2 separate regions of the Mus musculus genome follow, and region 1 is linked to region 2. A link is a contact called in public Hi-C data. All regions are on one chromosome and are shown on one strand. The core of a region is the stretch at or near the end of the contact, and the rest is flanking DNA. Distances in the headings are between cores, read along the strand shown. Region 1 has its middle 7.8 kb from the start of Gm41405. Region 2 holds the start of Krt2 (keratin 2).

The links. A called contact is a pair of places that touch in the nucleus more often than the background predicts.
Region 1: a contact with region 2 is called in a Hi-C map of embryonic stem cells, with 1.7 times the contacts expected there. The contact joins the enhancer-like site here to the promoter of Krt2 in region 2. A contact is called at or near these places in 4 of 39 promoter capture datasets (the SN4741 cell line, liver and pre-B cells), 1 of 484 Hi-C or Micro-C datasets (embryonic stem cells), 1 of 115 datasets of contacts at active chromatin or transcription factors (embryonic stem cells) and 1 of 9 other capture datasets (pancreatic islet).

Annotation. Positions count from the first base shown.
Region 1 is chr15:102,050,475-102,055,753 of GRCm38.p6, reverse strand. No RefSeq gene overlaps it. Among named protein-coding and RNA genes, the nearest start is that of Gm41405, 7.8 kb to the right of the region's middle. Within about 2 kb of position 3,518, at least 147 of the 459 cell types and tissues checked have an H3K27ac peak or open chromatin away from gene starts, as enhancers often do. A contact at or near this core is called in embryonic stem cells and pancreatic islet, where this site is marked.
Region 2 is chr15:101,816,316-101,821,901 of GRCm38.p6, reverse strand. It overlaps Krt2 (keratin 2), which reads left to right and starts at 3,733. Exons shown (of 9, transcript NM_010668.2): 1 at 3,733-4,448; 2 at 5,377-5,586. The coding sequence starts at 3,801.

The DNA of each region.
Region 1 (5,279 bases), core at 2,269-4,768, 230 kb before region 2:
AAACCAAAGTAAAGACTGGGGATGTGGCTCAGTGGTTATGGGTACTAGCCATTCTTCCAGAGGGCCCAGGTCTGATGGCTACTACCCACTTGGCAGCTCATAACTATCTGTTACTCCAGTACCAGGAGATCCAATGCCATCTTCTGCCTTCCGTGGACACTGCATGCCCATGGTGCACAGGCATACAAGGAGGCAAAACACCGGTACACAGAGAGTAAAGTAAGAGGAAAAGACAACAAAACAAAGGTAGAAGAAATGATTCCTATGGTAAAGAAAGGCACCTGTTGCCAAACCTCACAACCTGAGCTCGATCCCTGGAACTTGCATGGTGGAAGGAAAGAACCAAGCTGGGTGAGGTGGGGCACACCTCTGATCCCAGCACTCAGGAGTCGAGGCAGGCAGATCTCTGTAAGTTCCAGGCCGGCCTGGTCTACAGAGCGAGATCCAGATAGCCAAAGTTACACAGAGAAACTCTGTCTTGAAAAATCAACCAGCCAACCAACCTATCAAAAACAAGAGAGAGAGGGAAGGTTGGGCTCCAACGGAGAGATCTGCCTGCCTTTGCCTCCCTAGTGCTGGGATTAAAGGCATTCACTGCCACACACGGCTTGAAATAAATAAAAAATTTAAAAAGTAGTAAAACAGTCTTCCTTTTAAACTTAAAATACAGATAACAAATCCAAGCTAGAAAGATGCCTATTGATGGTGACATTTTGTTTACTTTCTTTTTTTGAAGATGGGAATGTGGTATGGGATTCAATATATAACCTTGGATGGCCTGGAACTTGCTTATATTATATACCTGGCTGATCACAAGCTTTCCTGCTCCTGCCTCCTGTGTGCTGGCATTGCAGGCAGGAACCACCATGCCCGACTAAGGTCCACATCTTAACTCTCTTTCGTTCTGTGTCTTTTCCTTGGGTGTTTAGCTGCAGAGCCCTTCTTAGCAGGCGGTCTGACTCATATTCATTTATTCATTCGCATATGCAACGTTTTCAGAAGACTATTAAATCCAGAAATTTCAATTAGAGTAATTAAAGCAATTGAAAATTGGTCACAGTGGAAGTATTTGTACTATAGAAGTTGACAGACACTACAGGTCACAGGTGCCTTTTACAAACATTTTCGTAGAGGCAGAGGGGAGAGGGAGGGGATGGGGATTTGTGGAGGGGAAGCTGGGAAGGGGGATAACATTTGAAATGTAAATAAATAAAATAATCAATAAAAATGAAAAAAAATGAAATCATATTGTGTGTGTGTGTGTGTGTGTGTGTGTGTGTGTGTGTGTGTGTGTGTGTAGTGAGACATTTTCAATCCCAGAGACTGAGGAGTACCAGAGCAGGAGGATCAGCCTGAGCCTGGTCTACACAAACACAGACACACACAGACACACACAGACATACACACACACACACAGACACACACACACACACACACACAGACACATACAGACACACACACACACACACACACACACACACACACACACACACACCTCAAACCACTCAAAACTAAAAATGTCCCATTTATTGGTGACTTAACACAGTTTGGAATGACCTAAGTCTGGGATATGATACTGAGCAAGCCCATCTCTGCTCACGGACACTTACAGCCTGAGGTGCACTGCACTACTTAATACAGTGAGGAACATTAGCCCCCTAGCTACTGGTGTGCATTTTAAAATGTAAAATAAATGACATTCCAAAATCATCTCTTTGTTCATGCAGCCACATTGAAAGCTGTATATGATTGGTGACTATTGAATACACAGAGGCCATTATTACAGAACGTTCCAGCACAGGTGCTGCTGGAGGCAGCAGGAAGAACAGGTTATGTGATCCAGATGAGACCTAACAAAGGAGAGAACTGAGCACTCTGCGTTGATGCCCCGTCCCCCCTGCCCTGCCCCCTGCACCAGGGTGGAAGTCAGCACCATGAACCCATGAGACAAGAACTACCACTGAGCTACACTTTCAGCCTGTCCTGGGGATTCTAAATGTTTTAAAATTAAAGTACACAAAACATTATGGCTGGAGAGATGACTCCATGGTTAGGACGGCTTGGTTTTGTAGAGGGCTTGGGTTTGGTTCACAGCACCCACATACTGGTTTACAACCATCTGTAACTCCAGTTTCAGGGGATTTGATACGCTCTTCTGACTTACATCAGGAGCCAGACACTCATGTGGTGCATAAACACACATGCAGGCAAATATTCATACACATAAAGTAAAATGAAATATACAAATGTATGTATATACAATATACACATATGTATTTTCATAAAAGAATAATAATTTGTTTTTTCACACAAGATATATTCTCACCTGATATACCTTACTTTTTTCTATGCATTTTACCAAAAAAAGTAATTAAAAAAGGATTTATTTATTTATTATATGTAAGTACACTGTAGTTGTCTTCAGACAAACCAGAAAAGGGCGTCAGATTTCATTACAGATGGTTGTGGATCACCACATGGTTGCTGGGACTTGAACTCAGGACCTCTGGAAGGGCAGTCAATGCTCTTACCCGTTGAGCCATCTCTCCAGCCCTGTATGCATGTTTATATGGAGGCCAGAGATCAATCTCAAATTTTGTTCCCTAGGAGTCAATGTTCTCTTTTTGTGTTTTTGTTTTTTTGAGACAGGGTTTCCCTGTGTAGTCCTGGCTGTCTTAGACCTCGCTCTGTAGACCAGGCTGGCCTCAAACTCACAGAGATCCGCCTGCCTTGTCTCTTGAGTACTGGGATTAAAGGCATGAGCAACCACAGCCTGACTTGCTACCCTCCTCCACTTTTTGTTTGTTTGTTTGTTTTTTCAGATTTATTTATTATATGTAAGTACACTGTAGCTGTCTTCAGACCATGTGGTTGCTGGGATTTGAACTCAGGACCTTCCGAAGAGCCGTTGGTGCTCTTAACCGCTAAGCCATCTCTCCAGCCCGCCTCCTCCACTTTTTAAAGACTTATTTTGTGTGTAGGGATATTTTGCCTGCATGTATGTATGTTCACCACATGGAGGTCAGAAGAGGGTGGCAGATCCCCTGGAAGTGGATTTATAGAAAGTTGTGGGTGCTGGGGTTAAGGCCTGGATCCTCTGCTAGAGCAAGAAGTGCTCAAAACCACCAAGCAAAGCCATCTCTCTAGCCCATTCACTTGCTTTTTGTTTTGTTTTGTTTGTTTCCTGAGACAGGGTCTGGAGCTGCCTGACTAGGCTGGGTGGCCAGGCAGCTCTTGAGATTTACTTGTCTGTCTGAAGTGCTGGGGTTACACGTGGAAGTGATGGGATTACCTCTCACTAGCCCCACTCTTGGCTGGGCGCCGCTGAGGGGCAACGAGGAACTGGAAGAGAAAACGGGCTTGTGCCCAGGTGGGAGCCACTGCCAAAATGATCGATAAGAAAGGTGCTGAACCCAAGCTGAGCTGGAGTGAGGCCGCGGGGCTGGAAGGGCGCACCTGCTTAAAGAGCAGCCTGGGCTCTGCGCCATGCTCAGTCAGTCCCGACCCAAACCGCGTGGGGAAGCCGCGTTTCTGCCTGCCCTCCCTTTGCCTCACCGCGTCCTGGGACTCTGGGTACGGGGTGCATGGTGGGCGGGTTGCCTCCCGGCTCAGCTGCGCATGCTCTGTAGTCAGAAGGTGGCGCATGGATGCCGTGATCCAAATGCCCCCCCGCGCTCCCCCCCGCGCCCCCCCCCCCCCCCCGCTGCCGCAGCTCAGCAACTCCAGGCTCCTGGTCTCATTGAGTCTATTGGAATTCGGGGCACATTTTCTGCGCCTCCTTTCTTCGCTTCCCGACAGTCCCTAGCTGGAAGGATCTTCTGATTTCCAGATAGCTCTTGGACTGGAGAGAACCTTCGAGTCTTGCGCTCCAACAACCCCACACCAATTTCCCAAGAAAAGTTCGTGGGAGCTCTTTGTTATCATAATTACCCAAAGAAGAATTAAATAATTTTGGAGTGCGTGCTCATGTAAGGGTCGGGTTTTTTTGTTTGTTTGTTTGTTTTTTGTTTTTAAATCAATCTTGTGGCACACGAATGAAAATCCCATCCTCCCACCCCCAGCATGCGCAACCAGGAGGATAGGTTCTGGGTCCTCCTTGGTAACATAGCCAGTTCAAGGCCAGCCTAGGGAGCAAGCTATCCTGTCTCAAACACAAATTCTGTTATAGTTTGACAAAGTCTGTAAGTTCGAGCCTCACAAGCTGGGGGTATGTGATAAATACAAAATCTTTATATATTTTCATTTTTACTATTAAACATTTTAAATTACATTTATCTATTTGTGTGTGTGTGTGTGTCTGTGTACATAGGCCTTGGTGCATGTATAGAGGTCAGAGGACAAACTTGAGCAGTTGGGAATCTATCCACTACGAGGGTCCCTGGAGGGAGCTTAGGTTGTCAGACTTGGGACTAGTCACCTTTGTTGAGCCATCTTGTATATGAGTATATGTGTTTATATGTGTGTGTCACATGTGTGTGTCCGTGTCCGTGTCCGTGTCCGTGTGTGTGTGTGTGTATGTGTGTGTGTGTGTCCATGGAGGACCTCAGATGCTCTGGAGCTGGAGTTACAAGCAGTTGTGAGCCACTTGAGGTGGGTGCTCGGAATCTAACTCAGGTCCTCTGGAATGTTGATACGAATGCTCTTAACTTGCGGTTTCTTGGTCCGCAGGTCAGTCAATGGTGTCTGCAAGAGAGAGAGAGAGTGGGGACTGAGGAACAAGAGACTGGAAGAATGGAGACAAGACAGGCTATCTGATCAAGTCTCAAGTCTTTTTATTGAAAGGCAACTATGGGCATATAAGCATAAGTCAGGGAGTGCAGCTGGAGACACGTAACCACAGGTCCAGGATGTGTAGGAGAAAACCAAGATGTTATCAGCGTGTGGTGGGCTTCTTGCAAAAACATCATGCTAGGAAAACAAGTCTCTCGTCAGGGTGGAAAAGTTCCAACCTGTAAGTAAATAGCCCAAGATGGCTGCAGAGATGATAGCCGCTTTCTGCTAAGAGTCGGCTCCCAACAGTTTCTGCTATCCTGTTTAAAATTGCAGTTTGACATCATTGTAAAGAGAATTATGCAGTTGTAGGAGGTAAAACAGGGATCCATGTACTTTTTTACCCAGTTTTTCTCCAATTTTTATTTATTTTATTTTTAAATAGGTTTCACTCTAGCCCAAGAGGGGCCTGAACTCACTACATAGGCTAAGCTTAGCCTTGAACTCCTAATCCTCCTGTCTCATCTCTGCAGTTCCAGACCTGATGGTTACACCTGGGGGGAATTATA
Region 2 (5,586 bases), core at 2,484-4,983:
ACAGATTAGGTAAGACAGGAAGGGGAGGCTGGAGTTGGGATGGGGAACTGGGTCAGGGGCTGGACTTGGACTGAGTAAGCAGCTTTAGAATAATCGTTTACAAAGAAAGGCCCTGGAGGGAGACGTTGAGCAAGTGGCTCCTGCTGGGAGTCTGCCAGGCTCTGTCCCACCTTTCCTTGGAGCCACTGGCTCTGCCATGGTGCTCTTTGGAGCAGCATGTTGGTGCTCTGATTGAAGCAGAAGTAAGCTGCAGGCAACCCGGGTATGCTGACCACCTTGGGACACAAATGGCACCACTCTTGCCTTTTGTCACTTTCAGCACACAGGGGAAGGAGAAGGAGGAGGAGGAGGGGGGGGGAGCTGTGGTGTTGTTTTATATTTACTTTAAAAACCCAAACACTTCTTGAGAAGTTCGGGTACTCTGTTCAGCTAATGCACAGACCTCACGAAAGGGAGATGAGCTTGCTCAAAGGTATGAAGAGGGGATTGTGCTAGAGTGACATGGAAACCTGTGACCATGCCCACAGTGAGAACATCAGGGACTCCCACGGTGGGATGGCCAGGGACTCCATGAGAGGCTTTGAAGGTTCAGGCTCAGGCAGGGTGACCACTGTAGTCCTACACCAGGGCCAGTCTGCAGTCCCAAACCAAACTCTAGGAACGAGTTGTGGTTACAGGCTTATTTCTGGGGTTCTGGAGGTTTCTGGTAAAGGTGAGTATGATCTTGGTTCTCCTGTGAGGAAGTCTAGGGGCAAGTTCATTATAACATAAGGAAGGCTGTGCTGGGGAGGCTATAAGGGACAGGGACTTGCTGCTAAGGGGATGTGGAGTGTGAGACTTCTCTCTGCTGTCACACCTGGCTTAGACTGTTTTCTGTGGGCTAAAGAACCGACTTCCCCTCCACTTATCCCTGAGGGTTTAGTGTTGTTCCACTGGCCCACAGACAGCCTTCTGCAAACCCATGAGAAATATCAGAAACTTGGGCTTGCTGGCAGCTTATTGAAAAAAGGAACCCAGTGGAAAGAGTTCGTTCCGAGGGACAAGAGCTGTCATTTCCACCAGTAGGTTAATGTCCTCACGGCACAGTGACTACCTGGGACAATGGTTCCCATGGGCATAAACATCAAAACCACGGCCAGACCAAGATTCACCCCTTCAAAGAATGCAAACCATTTTATTTTAAAAAGAGCATTAAAGTTCTTGTTTTTTTTAAATGTGAAATTAAAAAACCTACATAGAAATAAAATCTTAGGCAATATCCAAGTTCCAATGGTTCTAACCGCCACACTTCAGTAGAGGAGAAGGAGTGTCCTTCCAGTTGGTTTTCACACACCAGAGACTCAGGTGCTCGGCTGAGAGAGCCGCAAGATTGGTGAGGACAAAATTAAAATGTTCATGTCGACCACAAAACCAGGAGGCAGAAACACTCACTAAATGGTCGCTCCCTTTCTTCACTTCGGACCCCTCTGAAGCTGGCACGGCCCAGGCAGAGTCAGAGTGGAGTAATGGACAATTAGGGCGTTGCTTAGATATCCATAGATAATGACACATTTGGCTTTGGATTGAGACTCCAGAGCTTTTAGATTTATAGTATATTTGCATGATTGTAATTATATAACCTGGTTTGGAAAAAAATTGAGGAGACTCTTGGACTGCTTTGTTCAGCATTTTTCTACAGCAAATGAAATAGCTCCAGGAGTTCCCCACTTCTTATCTCTGTTCCCACCCCTGCTGTATAGTTACCACACAAGGCTGAGAAGCGGGAAAACCAGGAGGTGAATAAAATCCATTGGGTTTCAGTTATGAACTAGTAACCATGTCTTGTACTCTGGTACATGCACATTTTCTTCTTCTTCTTCTTCCTTTTCTTCTTCTTCCTTTTCTTCTTCTTCTTCTTCTTCTTCTTCTTCTTCTTCTTCTTCTTCTTCTTCTTCTTCTTCTTCTTCTTCTTCTTCTTCTTCTTCTTCTTCCTTTTCTTCTTCTTCCTTTTCTTCTTCTTCTTCTTCTTCTTCTTCTTCTTCTTCTTCTTCTTCTTCTTCTTCTTCTTCTTCTTCTTCTCCTCCTCCTCCTCCTCCTCCTCCTCCTCCTCCTCCTCCTCCTCCTCCTCCTCTACCTCCCCCTCCTCTTCTTCGTCTTTCCCTTCTACTCCTTCTCCCCCTTCTTCCTCAATTCCTCTTCCTTCTCCTTCCATTCCTCCTCCTCCTCTTCTTCTTTTCTTTGTCCTCCCCTTACTTTTTGATAGATGAGGAAACTGAGCAACTGAAGCTCACAGAACAACATGAGTTTCCAGCACCATTTCTCTCTGTCATGACGAAAGTATGAGCTAGGCCATTAGAAGAGAGACTAGCGCACCAAGGTTGAAAGGAAAGGAAAATATCTTTGTCTCACTCAAAATAACATCATTTAATGTTTACGACAGCATGGTTATCAAGACATTACATGCTGGGCAATGGTGGCACATGACTTTAATCCCAGCACTTGGGAGACAGAGGCAGGAGGATTTCTGAGTTTGAGGCCAGCCTGGTCTACAGAGTGAGTTCCAGGACAGCCAGGGCTATACAGAGAAACCCTGTCTCAAAAAATAAAAACAAAAACAAAAAAAAAAAACAAACCAAAACAAAAGACATTACATACCAGTTTCCTACCCCATAGCTAAGGCAAACAAAGACTCAAAGTTTCATCCAAGGTCATACAGCCAGAACGATGGCAAAATTAAGATTTAAATCCAGAGTCTCTGACTTTGAGTTGCTTCTATTTCTCCACAGCGTCTGTCTTATATGCATAGCCATCTTGTCAGGAGAAACCGTGTCTGGATTTGGTGTTAATGAGTGTTCTGTGTGGCTGGCAACTTTGGATAGACTGTCTGGGGTTTCCCAAGCTCACCGGTCTTTGAAAGTCAGTGAAGAGCCTGCCTTCTTAATGCCTTCAGAATCACAAGGCAGTGCATGGTTTCTGAGCAACAGTCCATCCACACTTGGATCTCAAAGCAACACGTTCACATGTACCCTGAGTCATACAGACTTCAGGAAAGAACTCTTCCCTTTGTTCTTTGAACCCCCAATGGAATTGATGGTGATAAAAGTTCCTGGTGACAGGACTCAATATGATCCCCTCCCCAGGGGTTGGCTATGTGTATGTTTGATGTGGCCTGGAAGGAAAGGAGCTTAGATAGTTCGATAAATGGCTGCAACATTGCAGCGTCGGAGGCCAGCTTCTCTCTGTAAGCACAGGCTGGTCCCTCCACCATAGTCATGGTATATAATGCCCCCCCCGCCCCCCTTCCTGGGCCACATGGAGGCAAGAGAGCTGGAAGTTTGGAGTGAATGCTCTCAGAGTATCAAGCCAGACCTCCGTTCCCTGGCAAGCTAGATGGGAAGCCCACACAGGCCTGGGTGGTGGCCAGCTTCCCATGGGTCGGTCCATAACAGGGAGCAGTGTACTCTTCAGGACATTTTTTTTCCAAGTTGGGAAACCCAAAGACTAATCTCCTCTTCTGATGATTTTACAAAAATCAAATTGCATGACAGATGCACAGATAAACAGGAGCCGTTCGCAAATCAAAGCAGGTTCTGGATTGGAGCTGATTAGTAGATGTTTTAATGGCCATTAGGTTGATAATCACTCACCAAGAATAGCTTCCAGGCAGACCAAACCCATGCGTAAGTGGGCCCACACCCAAGCTCACCAACACCTAGTTGGCAGGTATATAAGGGACCCTGTGAGTCTCCCGACAGCACACTTTGGTCTCCAGCCTCGGATCTGCTCAGGAATATTCACTCGTCTTGCTGAGCAAAAACATCATGAGTTGCCAGATCTCCTGCAGGTCCCGAAGAGGAGGAGGCGGCGGCGGAGGCGGCGGATTCAGGGGCTTCAGTAGCGGTTCAGCTGTGGTCTCTGGAGGGAGCCGGAGATCAAATACCAGCTTCTCCTGCATAAGCCGCCACGGTGGTGGCAGAGGAGGCTCTGGTGGAGGTGGCTTTGGTAGTCAGAGTCTTGTTGGCCTCGGCGGGTACAAGAGCATCTCTAGTAGCGTGGCTGGCAACAGTGGTGGCTACGGTGGCAGCAGCTTTGGAGGCAGCAGTGGCTTTGGAGGAGGCCGAGGATTTGGAGGTGGCCAAGGATTTGGAGGCAGCGGTGGCTTCGGAGGTGGCTCTGGCTTTGGAGGAGGCCAAGGATTTGGAGGTGGCAGCCGCTTTGGAGGTGGCAGCGGCTTCGGAGGTGGTGGATTTGGCGGAGGCAGTTTTGGCGGAGGCCGATTTGGAGGTGGCCCTGGAGGTTTTGGGGGCCCTGGAGGATTCCCTGGTGGAGGTATCCATGAAGTGTCTGTCAATCAGAGCCTCTTGCAGCCTCTTGATGTTAAAGTAGACCCAGAGATTCAGAACGTGAAGTCTCAGGAGCGGGAGCAGATCAAAACCCTCAACAACAAATTTGCCTCTTTCATTGACAAGGTGAGTGGGAGAGGCCGCACCTTCTGTCATGAGACGCTGGGATCCTGCACTTGCTGTGCTGGCTGAAAAGGAAAGGACAGACTCTCCCTCAAGAGTCATTGATGAGGCCACTGTAGCCAGGGGACTTTGCAAGTTCCAAAGTAGGAGAGACGCTGGTCTTGTGGACTACAGTTTCTTCAACAGTTTCTTTGTATTTTATTTTTCAGCCCAAATAAATGTTATTTATAGAAAATTCTCATCTCATAGAAAAGCTGAAATAGACAAGTAATAACAGAACAGGTCGGGTCAGGTGACAGCAGGATTGGAAAGCAACAACGAGAAGGGATAGAGTTTGTTTCTCCTGTTATTAGTCTAATAAATCCCAGCAATCTATACTTGAAATAACTTTGGGGTTGAATAAAATTCTAGCCTTCCAGAGAACCAGCTCATTTTGGTGACCCATAAACTTTTTATTGGTGTCACTTTGGGGTGTTGCTGTCTTGGTTCCTCTGCCTTGGATTAGACAGGATTTACAAGGTTCTTAAAACTGAGGGAGGAGCCCTGCCTGTCCTCAGGACTCTCTTATTTGATGCAATCTGCTGCTGGGACAGCAGGTGCCCGCTTTTTTCTTGGTCCAGAATTTATAGGGCTTTGGAAGAATGTTAGCACGGAGGAGGGGAATGCCTCAAGTCTGGGGAGGAGCCTGAAGTAGGAGAGTGCAGAGTGGAGAGGAGCAGAGGCAGTGTCAGAAGTCTATAGAACTTCCATGTGTGATGTTGTGGAGCTCAGAAGCTCTGCCTGGTGCCTCCCAGCCTGCCTTGGGTAGTGAGGGTAAAGTCTTGTGACTTGTACGTCTCCCGGAGCAGCAGCACAGGTTCTCTGGGTGAGAGTGGCTCCCTGGTGTGAAAGGTGACGTCCAACTTCTGTATTTTTCCTCTGGCCACTGTAGGTGCGATTCCTGGAGCAGCAGAACCAGGTGTTGCGGACCAAATGGGAACTCCTGCAGCAGTTGGATGTAGGCAGCCGCACCACAAACCTGGACCCCATCTTCCAGGCCTACATAGGCATGCTCAAGAAGCAAGTGGACAGGCTTTCTGCAGAAAGGACCTCACAGGAGTCAGAGCTGAACAACATGCAGGATCTCGTGGAAGACTTTAAG